Regions from separate parts of the Zea mays genome. Here region 1 is linked to region 2. The links are chromatin contacts, called in public Hi-C maps. All regions are on one chromosome and are shown on one strand. The core of a region is the stretch at or near the end of the contact, and the rest is flanking DNA. Distances in the headings are between cores, read along the strand shown.

Region 1 (5,625 bases), core at 1,498-3,997, 210 kb before region 2:
GTTTCGTATGATTGATTGGCATCATCATGATTAAATAAGTAAGAATTTTGCTCAATATGGGGAACAAGTAATTGATTAAATTACGTACACTTGGGATATGAAATGTTGGATCATTTAATGCGTGTATCAAAGCTCTTCAATATATGACAAAGGCGACATGGTGATCGATGTTCCATATAGTGTGTTGAAACCAATAGCCAAAATATTGTGTGTTGTTGTGAAGACAACTTTGTTGAAGGAAAAAAAAGACAACAATGCAAATAGAATTGATTAAATAACTTATATATCATGGTAGTATATCTAAGTGCCAAATGAAGGCAAGCATATTTGAGTTGGTTATATGCATGTTAAACGATGTCTTGCATATGTGACAGTCTAACTTAGAGAGCTAGCTTAATTGGTCAAGGAAATCAATGTTGATGAAGATAGTTACCACTATATGGGTTCCAATGTATGCTCAATGTTGATTCAAATCACTATGTGAATTTGTATGGCTTGAGAGAGTGACGATAGTAAAGAAAGGGCGTCCAAGGACCAAGTAAAGGTGAAGTTTTGTTTCCTAGTGAGTTTGGAATTTCTCGAGTTTTGTTTGAGCAATTGATAGCATCTAGGCCTTAGTTTGATTTTAGTGATTAATGATAACATAAGATTATTGCAACTAATGTGTATTTTGCAGAAACAAGGTAAGTTAGGTCGTCACAATATTGGAAGATATTTGGGCTTATGTGGTATTCATGCCATCACTAATGGAAATCATTGGTGGGATTCAAAAGATGACCAGGAAGGTTATTGATCACCTAGTTCTAAGTGTCAATGAAGTAGTTGAACACTTGGAGTAGTGATAGGACCTTATTTTTCCTTTGGCTGTACTATTAATGGGGGCATGAAACATGTAGCTTGACCTAGGCAAGTCTAGTTAGGTATGGGGTGTACACTTGTGAAAACTAGTGCAAGATAAACCTATGACAACCCATGAGAAGTTTAAAACAAAATCCAACTCACAAAGCGATCGAAACAAGTGAGTTAGTGGTGTTGTTGTAGCACCATACATGTCTGGTGGTGTAGATTGTGTGCATCCACCACCTTCATTAGACCGGGTTAGGTTAAGTGAGAGTTGGTGCATGCTACTCTTACTGATCAACATCACCTAGATGTCTAGATGGCGATTGGGAGTGTGGTGACCATCAGAGGAGCTTATGGGTGATCCAACTCAAGCTTGTACACGGTTTTGAGCGATTCAACGTGCAAGAGTTGCAAAGAACCAACTCATAGAGAGCATTTGGTCCCTTTATTTTTGGCGACTGAGGTTTAACTTCTGAAAGTAATAGATATTTTTGATAGTTGATATGAGGCCACCAAAAATAACAGATTTATTTTTGGGAACTATTGTTAGCCATCGAGAATAAGTTAATTTTTGATGACCACTGAAATATATGATGTTGTAAATTACTAAAACCTCCAAAAGTTCCTGGATTTCCCGCGTTGAATATATGAAGAGTGATATAAAAACCTAAAATCCAATGCGGTAAAATGTCAGAGACCAATAGGACCATCGTCCACAGCTTATCTCAAACATACATATCTTACTTCCTCGAGGTCTGAATTTTAGGACAAAGAAACTGTCTTCAAAATATAGCTTTGATCAAAGTTTGTTTTGGTTAAAATACAAAATGAACTTCTAATACCATCGTACTTTTGTAAAAGTACTTTTTAAAGACAAGTCATGACTATTATATTAGGTTCAAAACTAAATAATAAAACTGTTGTGTATAGTCAAAGTTTATCAAGTTTGATTCAAACCTTGTCTAGAACGACTTATATTTGAATATATGGAGGGAGTATGTGAGATAACGGATTGAATTATTTGCGTGCTTAAAAATCATATGATGAAGTGGGCTGCTGGTGGATATTAATTGGTTAAAATATCGGTTCAACAGGTACACACATCTTTTTTTTTTCAGTTAGGTACAGTTGTGATGCCATGACATAGATCTGCCTCAGCTGCTCTTCTAGTAGTACGTGCCTGATCACAACCAACCCTAGCTAGCTATGCTAACTACCGAGCTTCTAGAAGGGTTAGTAGCCTGCTTAGTGCACCCTCCATATATCTTTGGTTTGATGTAAACTTGTAGTGGGAATCTTCATCTTTCTATTGTCAAGTACATCAACTGAAGCGTACTGTCTGTCGCCTCATGACCTCAAGTCTCTAGAAGAACCCCAAGAAGCAGCTTGCCTCATCATCATTGATGTTGCGCCCTTTTGTTCATGTTGTTTACTTGTTAGTCACACCTCTAGCTAGGGGGGTTAGAGCAACTCTTACACCTTCTGACTCCTTGATATTTCTTTCAATAAAAGTGAAAGTTTTAAAAAGTATTTCTTTCAAAACAACTCTTGCGACACCTTTTCTAGATATTTTTTTAAAAAGAGAGTATTCTAGCTCTAGTTATGTCTTAGTTACCCGATTGCATCAATATATATGATTATCCTAGTGTCAACTTGTTTTCCTTTTGTTTTCAGCTATATGAGCCATGATCGATATTACCGTCTGTGTATATATTATTATTATTACGATCTTCGAAGCAAAGCAATGATTTTTTCTTCTCAAAAACATATAAATAAGCGCGATGCATGTCGTAATTACCGTGAGCTATATGTCTCCACACTTCGCTGGTAGCATCTGATGTCTCAGTCAGATAATAAGGACAGCCCGTGAGTCCATTTTCATCTTACCATTGGTGGGCTGGGCTAGCCACCGGCCGGGTGCGTGGGGGCCACCACCTTAGCTTCTAGAACGTGAAGGCCCCACACAAACAGCACTTCTTCCTCAAGTAGTGACAAACTAAAGTTTTTGTCCCAGCCTACTGAAAGGACACTGGAGGTTTTTATTTTTTTTTATTTTTTTAGAAAGGTGATGGAGGGTTAGCTGACATACAGAAAGCAGGGCCGGGGGGTGCTCATGCAACAAATAAAGGAACTAGCTACGCACTCGCACTATGGGTGGTTGTTCGTAGGCGGCTGCCGCGCGCCCTGGCCCTGAGTGGTGTCATTGTGCTACCAACCACCAACTACCACCGCCAAATGTAGGATGACCATCGGAATCGCCGTCAGAGTTCAGTTTACTGATCAATTAATAACACGTGCATACACAGTGAGCTTGATGATTAATTAATAGAATCAAATACATATTTCCTACTAGAAAATAAAGTACGTGTGTAGTATACGGCAATATATGATATTGCCACGATTTAGGATATGTGCCTAGGCCCACCAAAGATTATACGACTCTGAGGAAGTAACCCCACGCATCTAATGGTCTGTTGATGTATCCATAGCATTATTAGCTTATTGAATAAGTCTTATGTAGAACATACTCCATCCGTTTCGTTTTAGTTGTCGCTGAATAGTGCAAAATTAAACTATTCAGCGACAAATAAAAAGAAACGGAGGGAGTATTAAATGAGAGATGAGAAGCATTACAAGGTGGATAAGCATGATGTTGCCACGATTTAGGTTGTAGGGTACTTGAGACAACTATTCAATACGTGGATTGATACTATAGCCAGATCTACCCATGTAGGTATACATAAAGTATTATCAAACTATAAAATCCTACACCAGATACCAACTACATCATACCCAAAGGCACGACCCCAATGCCCATGGATGTGATATATCATAACCGCCCCTGTGATAGGTATGGTAGTCGACTATGGAGAAGGACATCTCCGCCCATACTATGATAAAACCAAAGGCATGGCTCTAGGCATGACTCCACGAACAACATAAGAATGGGGTAGTTGGGTCTTAGTTGATGGGATCTAAGGTTCAACTAGTTTAACCTTTCTCCTCCCTCACGCTATAAAAGGGGGGCATGATATCACTTAGAAGGGGACTCTAGGTGGATATAATTCACTCTAAATATAATATAGGGCATGCATAAAAGTGGATCAGAACCTTTAGGCTAGAACTCCCACAGCAACCAATACGTGAGGGGAGCCAAGTCTTGCTGCTGGGTTGTGTTTGAGCTTGTAATCTTCTTCACTTTTATGTTTATAAATAGATAATTAGAAAGAAAATATTACATACACTGTAGCCCAAACAACACATGTCCTCGCTCCTAGTCGTTCCTAGGTTCAGCACGACCACACCGGCTTTTTATGTGCTTTACATATGCTAGTGTTGTTACGTAATGATTTTCAGGCATGTGCTTGGATCCAAACACAAAACCTTGGGTTTCACACGTTTCCTCCGTTATAGAGACATTTATGACTAAGAAGTAGATTTTATCTTTTTTTTAACTCTAAGATAGCTTTTAGCACCAATTTTTGCCAGCAACTAGTTTTTACTAAATACTTATCTTAGGGCTTCGAAAGCTAGAATTGGACCGATGATTACATCCATTCTGGTTGTAAATCAATCGATGCTAATGCTAGAGTTGCTAAGAGGGTATTTGGTTCCGTGATGGCCCGACTAAAGTTTAGTACATGTCATATCGGATGTTTGAATACCAATTTTAAGCATTAAATATAGTTCAGTTATAAAACTAATTACATAGATGCAAACTAAATGACGAGACAGATTTCTAAAGCTTAATCAATTCATGATTAATAAATGTTTACTAGGTGAGTGCCCGTGCGTTGCAACGGGAACATATAATACCATGATAATTTATATACAAAATGTGTCTTATATTGTTATAAGAAAATGTTTCATAATCCATTTGTGATCCTGGCCATACATTAATTTTGTTGTTTTAATTTAGCTGTTTCACACTATATTGCAACTATCAGTATCATGCAGACTTCGATATATGCCACGATTTGCATGGTCTCATCATTGGAGAGCACGTGCCATACCTGCCGAAAGAATTTCCCTCGTACATCGTCAGTCATGAGGCACACACCACCATACACGCTTGCTTAAATAAAAAGGCAAGTGTGTGTGTTTGCGAAGAGAATTAAAGACAAACTGGCACAAAAGCTACTCCGATGATGGCGAGTGGTCATTGTTGTCGGTCCTCCTCTGCGTCACCTCTCACATCGAGATGACGCCACAGTCCTTGATATAATAGTCATCAAATACACGCGACATGGCGAGTACCGATGACTCTTGGTTGGGCTGCCAAACGAAGTGCACACTAGGCTCATCAGCGAGGTAGTACACCTGGCCGTTGCACCACCGGAGGTGCTACTCCTCTACATACATCTTGTTCGAGGACACTCAGACAACGTCAGCAACGGCCGTCGTCCCAGCGCACAAGAATTCATGGCCGGTCAGTAGTGACTTACGTGGTAGATTGGGCTTCAGGTGGATGATGAGCTGGACGGCGTGATGGCGCCGTCGTTGGATGCGGTGCCTAGAACAACCCGAGAGTCGCCGGCTAGGGATGGCAATGGGTCGTGTTCGGATCGGGTATGGTAAATATCCGCCCGCGACAATACCCGTGGGCATTACTCATACCCACCCACGACTATACCCACGGTAGGTTTTTGTACCCGTGCCCATACCCATCGGGTATCGGGCGGGTTATCAGATACCCGCGGGTATAATTACACTCCACACAAATAAACACACATGGTTGACAAATGACAAGGTAGAACAAAAAAACAAGACATAATAAATCCG
Region 2 (5,833 bases), core at 1,408-3,907:
GGGCTAGTTTATCTACAAGGTATGTTGGCACAACGCCGAGGTGAAGGAACACTTCAAGAAGAAAGGAAGGAATCGCTCCCTTTAGATTTAATAAAGTGTGAGCTCCTCCACTAACACTTGTTTGAGCATTTCAACACTTCTTGGTCATTTCCACCTCCATGGCCGAAGTTGCTCAAAGTAATGTACCAGTGGACTAATTCTTGTGAATCCCAAAATAAATTCTTAGTAGTCCACCTAGGTTGTCACTCTATCACCAAAACTAAACAAGATCCTTACACACTAGAAATCAATCGCATGTACTATTTAATGAAACACTAGTTCCATTGATAAGGACGATGTGAGACAGGTTCTTAATATCATGGAACAAGTAAAGAGAGAATTGTTTGGGGCTAACAATATTTATTAGTAAATTAAGAAAGAAAGAATTTGAGTATATAAAGAGGAAAGTATGGCTTTGTATTCAAGGATGCAATCATGGAAGAAGCAAAGAAATAAATATCTGGGGCTACTAATATTTATTAGTAACTTAAGAAAGAAATCAATTAAGTATGTAAAGAGAAATGCATGTCTTCGTATTCAAGGGTACATGTGAAATTGTTATCTAAAGCCAGCAAGAAAATTCCAGTAAAGGTTCTTGATGAAGCAATCCCTATCTATGCCATGTGTTGTTAGCATGGGATAAGTTGACCCTCCCCAAGAATAAGGGAGGTTTGGGCTTTTGGGATCTCCACTTGTTTAGTGAGGCTATGCTTGCTAGACAAGCATGGAGGCTGTTGGTTTTCTTAAGGCCAAATAATTTCCCAATGGTAGCATGCTACAGCGTGTGGTGCATGATGATATCTCATACACTTGGAGGAGCATTCTAGAAGGAGTGAATTTCCTAAAAGAGGGGACCATATGGCGAATAGGCGACAGTGAATTAGTGAAAATCTGGACGGGCCCTTGGATTCCACATGGCAATACAAGATGACCTAATACCAACAGGGGAGATAACGATATTGACAATGATGATAGACCTAATGGACATGGCCTTGGGATAATGAGACTTTAGTGCACAATATTTTATTGAAGTTTGATAATAAGGTCGTCATTCTCAAGCTGAGAGCGAATCAAGACATATAAGATAGATCAGTATGTCATTTTGAAAAAAAGGTTGTTCTCATTGGAGTCAATGTAGATGGGGTAATATCCCAATGTTGAAGGCGGCATGGTCCCTTTCACTAAGTCATGGGTTCGATCCATGGCCTCGTAAAAAAATATGTTTGTTGTTTCTTGTCCGCTCTCGGATTACGGCTTGATTGTGTGCCACCCTTGGGTCTAGGTGGACCCTTTGCAGAGAGGGTAGCTTGACCCAGCCTATTAGAGATGGCCTTTGTAGACTGGACAACTTGACCTAGCCCATTAGTGATGGGAGAACATGCTTCACATGGTTTTTGGTCGCGACCACTGTCACGGCCTTTGATTAATATAATACCACGAGGGTGTGGTCTTTCCCTTCCGACCGAGTTTTTCTCATTGGAGTCGGTGCAAAAAAGAGAAAATAAGCTTGGTAGAAATGCAACAAGTTCTGAGCTAGTTCTAGACGTGGACTTTCTTGTTTCCGTGGGATAAAATTTGGAACACGGAGGTCCCAAATTAAATAAGATAGACTTTTTATTTAGTTCAGATGGTGTTTGGTTTCTAAGAAATAATTTTTAGTCACTCTATTTTATTTCATTTTAATTTCTAAATCAACAAATACAGAAACTAAAACTCTATTTCAATTTTCGTATTAGACAATTTTAAATCAAGGGCATATTAGCTAGTAGCAGTGTCGATACACGGACGGGCCGTTTAGCATGGTTCTCGTCTCCTCTTGCTTCTCGTGGCTGTTGATTATACTGTACTGTGGTGGCAAAGAACAGGTGAAACTAGCTAGATATCGTGGCTTCACAGAATTATTTTCTTCCTATATATTACCTCCATTATTATTTATTTGACACCACCTAGTTCAATTTTATACTAATCGGCAACAAATAAAAAACAAATTGAGGGAGTAGTTTATTTTTTCACCTCCAAAACCAAAACGGCTTTATGTTACAATTCTAAAGATACAGCTAGCTATAGTGTTTTGTCAAGACGAGCTGAAACACCTAGGAACTATACCAAACAACCTATATATAGTCATATACTAAACAACCATACATGTACTATTGTACTTCATTTGTTTCAAATTACAGACCATTTTGATTTTTTTTCAGAGATGCTAAGATATGTGTTATACTCCCCATTTCAAAATATTAGTCGTTTTATCTCTTGGTTTTTATGTCTATATTCAAATGGACGCGGATGAATCTGGACACCTATATAAAACACATATATACATCAAAGTATTTGTATGAATCTATTAATTAACTAACATGAATTTTAATTTGGGACGGACGGAGGGAATAGCTAATTACACATAGCAAAATGAATGTAACAAAAAAATATAAATATATATAGTTTACAAGTGGTGTATATACCTAGCTATCAACTTAAAGCGAAAGCTAGCTAGCGTACAAATATATATTATATACATGGAATAATGCATGTGACTTGCACACAGTAGTGTTGCGCTAGGTGCTTGTGCATGATGCGTACGTGGTCCAAGGATCGATGATGATATATACATCGATCATTTCGTGGACGTTCTAGAAGGCCTACCTACCCCGGCCCATATATGATGCATGCCTCGTGCTTAATCAAGTGTATATAATATGTAGTTGGAGTGCTATAATTAGGCGAGGACATCATCCACTTGACGCATCTGGAGTACTTTCCGAATCCAGAACCGGCCGATCTCTATCAGAAATTTTCTTTTCTTCTTTTTTTTTTAAATTAGAAACCAGTTTATGCATGTGAGATTGGGCACGCATGGGATCAAGCGAGGTAGGTGTGATGTTTGTATCCATGAATGATAAATGAGGGCAGTCGCCACCTACTACACACATCTGCATTCGCGCCAGCTAAATCCATCAAGTTCCTGGTAGGTACGGTGTACAAATACTAGTATAACATATGTCACATAATTTATGTATATATGTGCATTCATTAATTTGGCTATCTTCAACAGATCATGTATATGGTCGCGCAAAACAGTGTTTTAATATAATATTAATAACTCCATAGTATTTTGATGTCTAAATATTAATAATTAAATTCACTTCTCATGTGGGACACGGATATTAAAAATCACTGCTTTCAACTTGTTGCCAGTCACATTTACTAATTCACATGTTTTTCCTTTACCATTTTTGGACGTGCAAGGTAAGAGCGTATGGAACAATAAAACATTCTTTAAGGAGATTATAGAGATCGATCTCTCGAATTCTAAATATAGTACACTATACATTAAAGCACTATCCATGTTTCCTCTTAAACTTCAACTATTTATTTTTGATTTATTTGCTAAATAACATTATTTAAGACCTAACTGTTGGACTAAAATTAATTCTCTTTTGAAGCCTTAAAATATCCCTATATACCTAATTAAGATACGAGTTGGATCGGGACATGCAACAATGTATTATTGTCAACTGTAATTTGAGTACGTACGTACGCACTACACGACGGTTCACTTACAGCGACCTACGGTTGGTTGCTAAAACGGCCTTCAGCGACCTACGGTTGGTCGCTAAAAACTTTTAGCGACCCATAAAGATGGTCGCTGTAAGTGCCGTCGCTAAAGGCTTTAGCGACCGACATCTTTTTAGCGACCGACCGTCCGTTGCTAATATTGTATATTTAGCGACCAACCATGGGTTGCTGTACTATAGATTTAGCAACCAACTGTAAGTCGTCATACTATACATTTAGCAACCAACAGAAAGTCGCCCTTTTTACAGTTGTTAGTAATAATAATATACATTTAATTAAGCACCACAAATCACAGATTTTTATACACAAACCATAAAGACATACATAGTTAATCAGTATACCACAGTCATAGATCCATCACATAAACACAAAAGCACCACAATTATATATTCACAAAATCATCACAATTATAATACCATTCACAACTAGATCATTTACATATAGCTAGTTAGATCATTCACAAAAGCTCCAGAGATGATCAGTCACAAAAGCAACACAGCGACATCACTCCAGCTTGAAGCAGTTCAAAAGCCCACAACTACATCACTAATGTTTCATATCACTCCAGCTATTGTTCAAAAGCCCACAACTACATCACTCTAGCTGCTCCAGAGCTGATCAGTCACAAAATCACCAAAGCTACACTAATGCTTCAAGCAGTTCAAAAGCCTTTAGACAACCACTCCAGCTTCTTGTATCCTCCTGTTTTAAGGTACAAGCTTTCTTTGTCCAGAACACCTTAGAAAAAAGTACATCAAATTAGTGCGAGGCAAAACTTATGCACCAACTTCAGCTGGTGCAATCAAGGTTAATCATCATTAAGTTGATGGCTCATATAAATATAAACATAAACAAGATAAGATATAAACCTCATCCTCAGCAGCATGAATGAAAATATTGAATACCTTATATTGAATACCATAGTACAAGGAATCAGTCGAGCACGAACATCATAAATGATTGGTCATTCAAACCATGGAATCATAAAGTGAAGAATGACACTCTAGTGAAGAATGACACTTGGTGTGAATTGAACGGGTACAACGACTGAGATGGAGCTGCCTGCGTAGGAAAGGTTGGATGGAGGAGACTGCAGCGACATGAGCACGAGGGAGAGATATAGAAAAGAAATGCTAAGTTTACTCTTCACTATAGCTTAATGAACATTCAACAAAAACATTTTTGGACTTAAAATGATATTCATTTTCCAAAGATGTTTTATTATGGTTAAATATATTTGTAAATGCAGTACGTCCCCTTGTACCCATTTTGATCCGTGAGACGGAATGTTTTCAACCTTATAACATGAAAAATATATAGAATCAAAGCATTTTTTATTATCAGTGTTATATTACTAATATTCCTGTGATATTTTTCCTAAAGGACATGCAATTTTTTGATTGTTTGGAACTAAAAACAAAGTGAATAGCAGAACCAAATCCTATTGTACCAAAGTCAGTCTATTACAGGTTGTACCAATATCTAAATGAGTAGTTGAACCTGCACATACCTATCTTGGGGTTGGGCGGTTCTGGTGGTGGATCGTTTAGACGGTGATCCACCAAGCACCGAAAGATGGAGAGGTGTGTTCTTTTGATAGAAAAAACAAATAAGATTAATAAAACATAATAATGTATATTCAGCTATATTTAACTACCTGACTACAGAATAGTTTTCAGATCATCCAAAGAGCGGTCATTGTTGCCAGCTACGACAACTATATTCTGCTATATACAACAAACTCATTTCTGCTCAAGCCAGAAAGTAGTGTCGCAATCTATCCATATTATTAGCATCAAGAATTGAAAGTAACTAAATTAAGACATACTAAATGAACATAAAATACACGGAAAAACTAAAATCACATGAGTATACAAATTAACCTACAAACCAAACTGAGACCACAACCACATAGTAAATCTAAGAGAAGAAAAAAATTATGTGATTGGAAACAATGAACATAAGTGTTTGAAAGTGCAGGGGCGATACACGTATAGAAATTATCCATCGGCTGGATGACTAATAAAGCAGAGCAGTACCTGAAACTGAAGAAAGCTCCTCTGACAGGCATAGCATTCTAGTTTTTATCTTTCATACTAATATCTATCACATCTGAAATTTGATTGTAAAGAGACAGGAGTTGTAGAAAGAGAAAAACTAAAGGAAAAATGAAGAATACGAATTACAAAATGTAGAACATACACTTTACAAAATA

Evidence for each region. A called contact is a pair of places that touch in the nucleus more often than the background predicts.
Region 1: a Hi-C map of ear shows a contact between it and region 2, with 2.7 times the contacts expected there. The contact joins two enhancer-like sites. A contact is called at or near these places in 4 of 25 Hi-C or Micro-C datasets (bundle sheath, ear, leaf and 1 more).

Annotation. Positions count from the first base shown.
Region 1 is chr3:141,849,848-141,855,472 of Zm-B73-REFERENCE-NAM-5.0, reverse strand. No RefSeq gene overlaps it. Among protein-coding and RNA genes, the nearest start is that of LOC100125635, 94 kb to the right of the region's middle. Within about 2 kb of position 2,747, at least 17 of the 20 cell types and tissues checked have an H3K27ac peak or open chromatin away from gene starts, as enhancers often do. A contact at or near this core is called in bundle sheath, ear, leaf and 1 more, where this site is marked.
Region 2 is chr3:141,642,320-141,648,152 of Zm-B73-REFERENCE-NAM-5.0, reverse strand. It overlaps LOC103650642 (a long non-coding RNA gene), which reads right to left. Exons shown (of 4, transcript XR_564297.2): 2 at 5,658-5,730; 3 at 5,129-5,208; 4 at 4,597-4,680. Among protein-coding and RNA genes, the nearest start is that of LOC103650642, 3.7 kb to the right of the region's middle. Within about 2 kb of position 2,657, at least 14 of the 20 cell types and tissues checked have an H3K27ac peak or open chromatin away from gene starts, as enhancers often do. A contact at or near this core is called in bundle sheath, ear, leaf and 1 more, where this site is marked.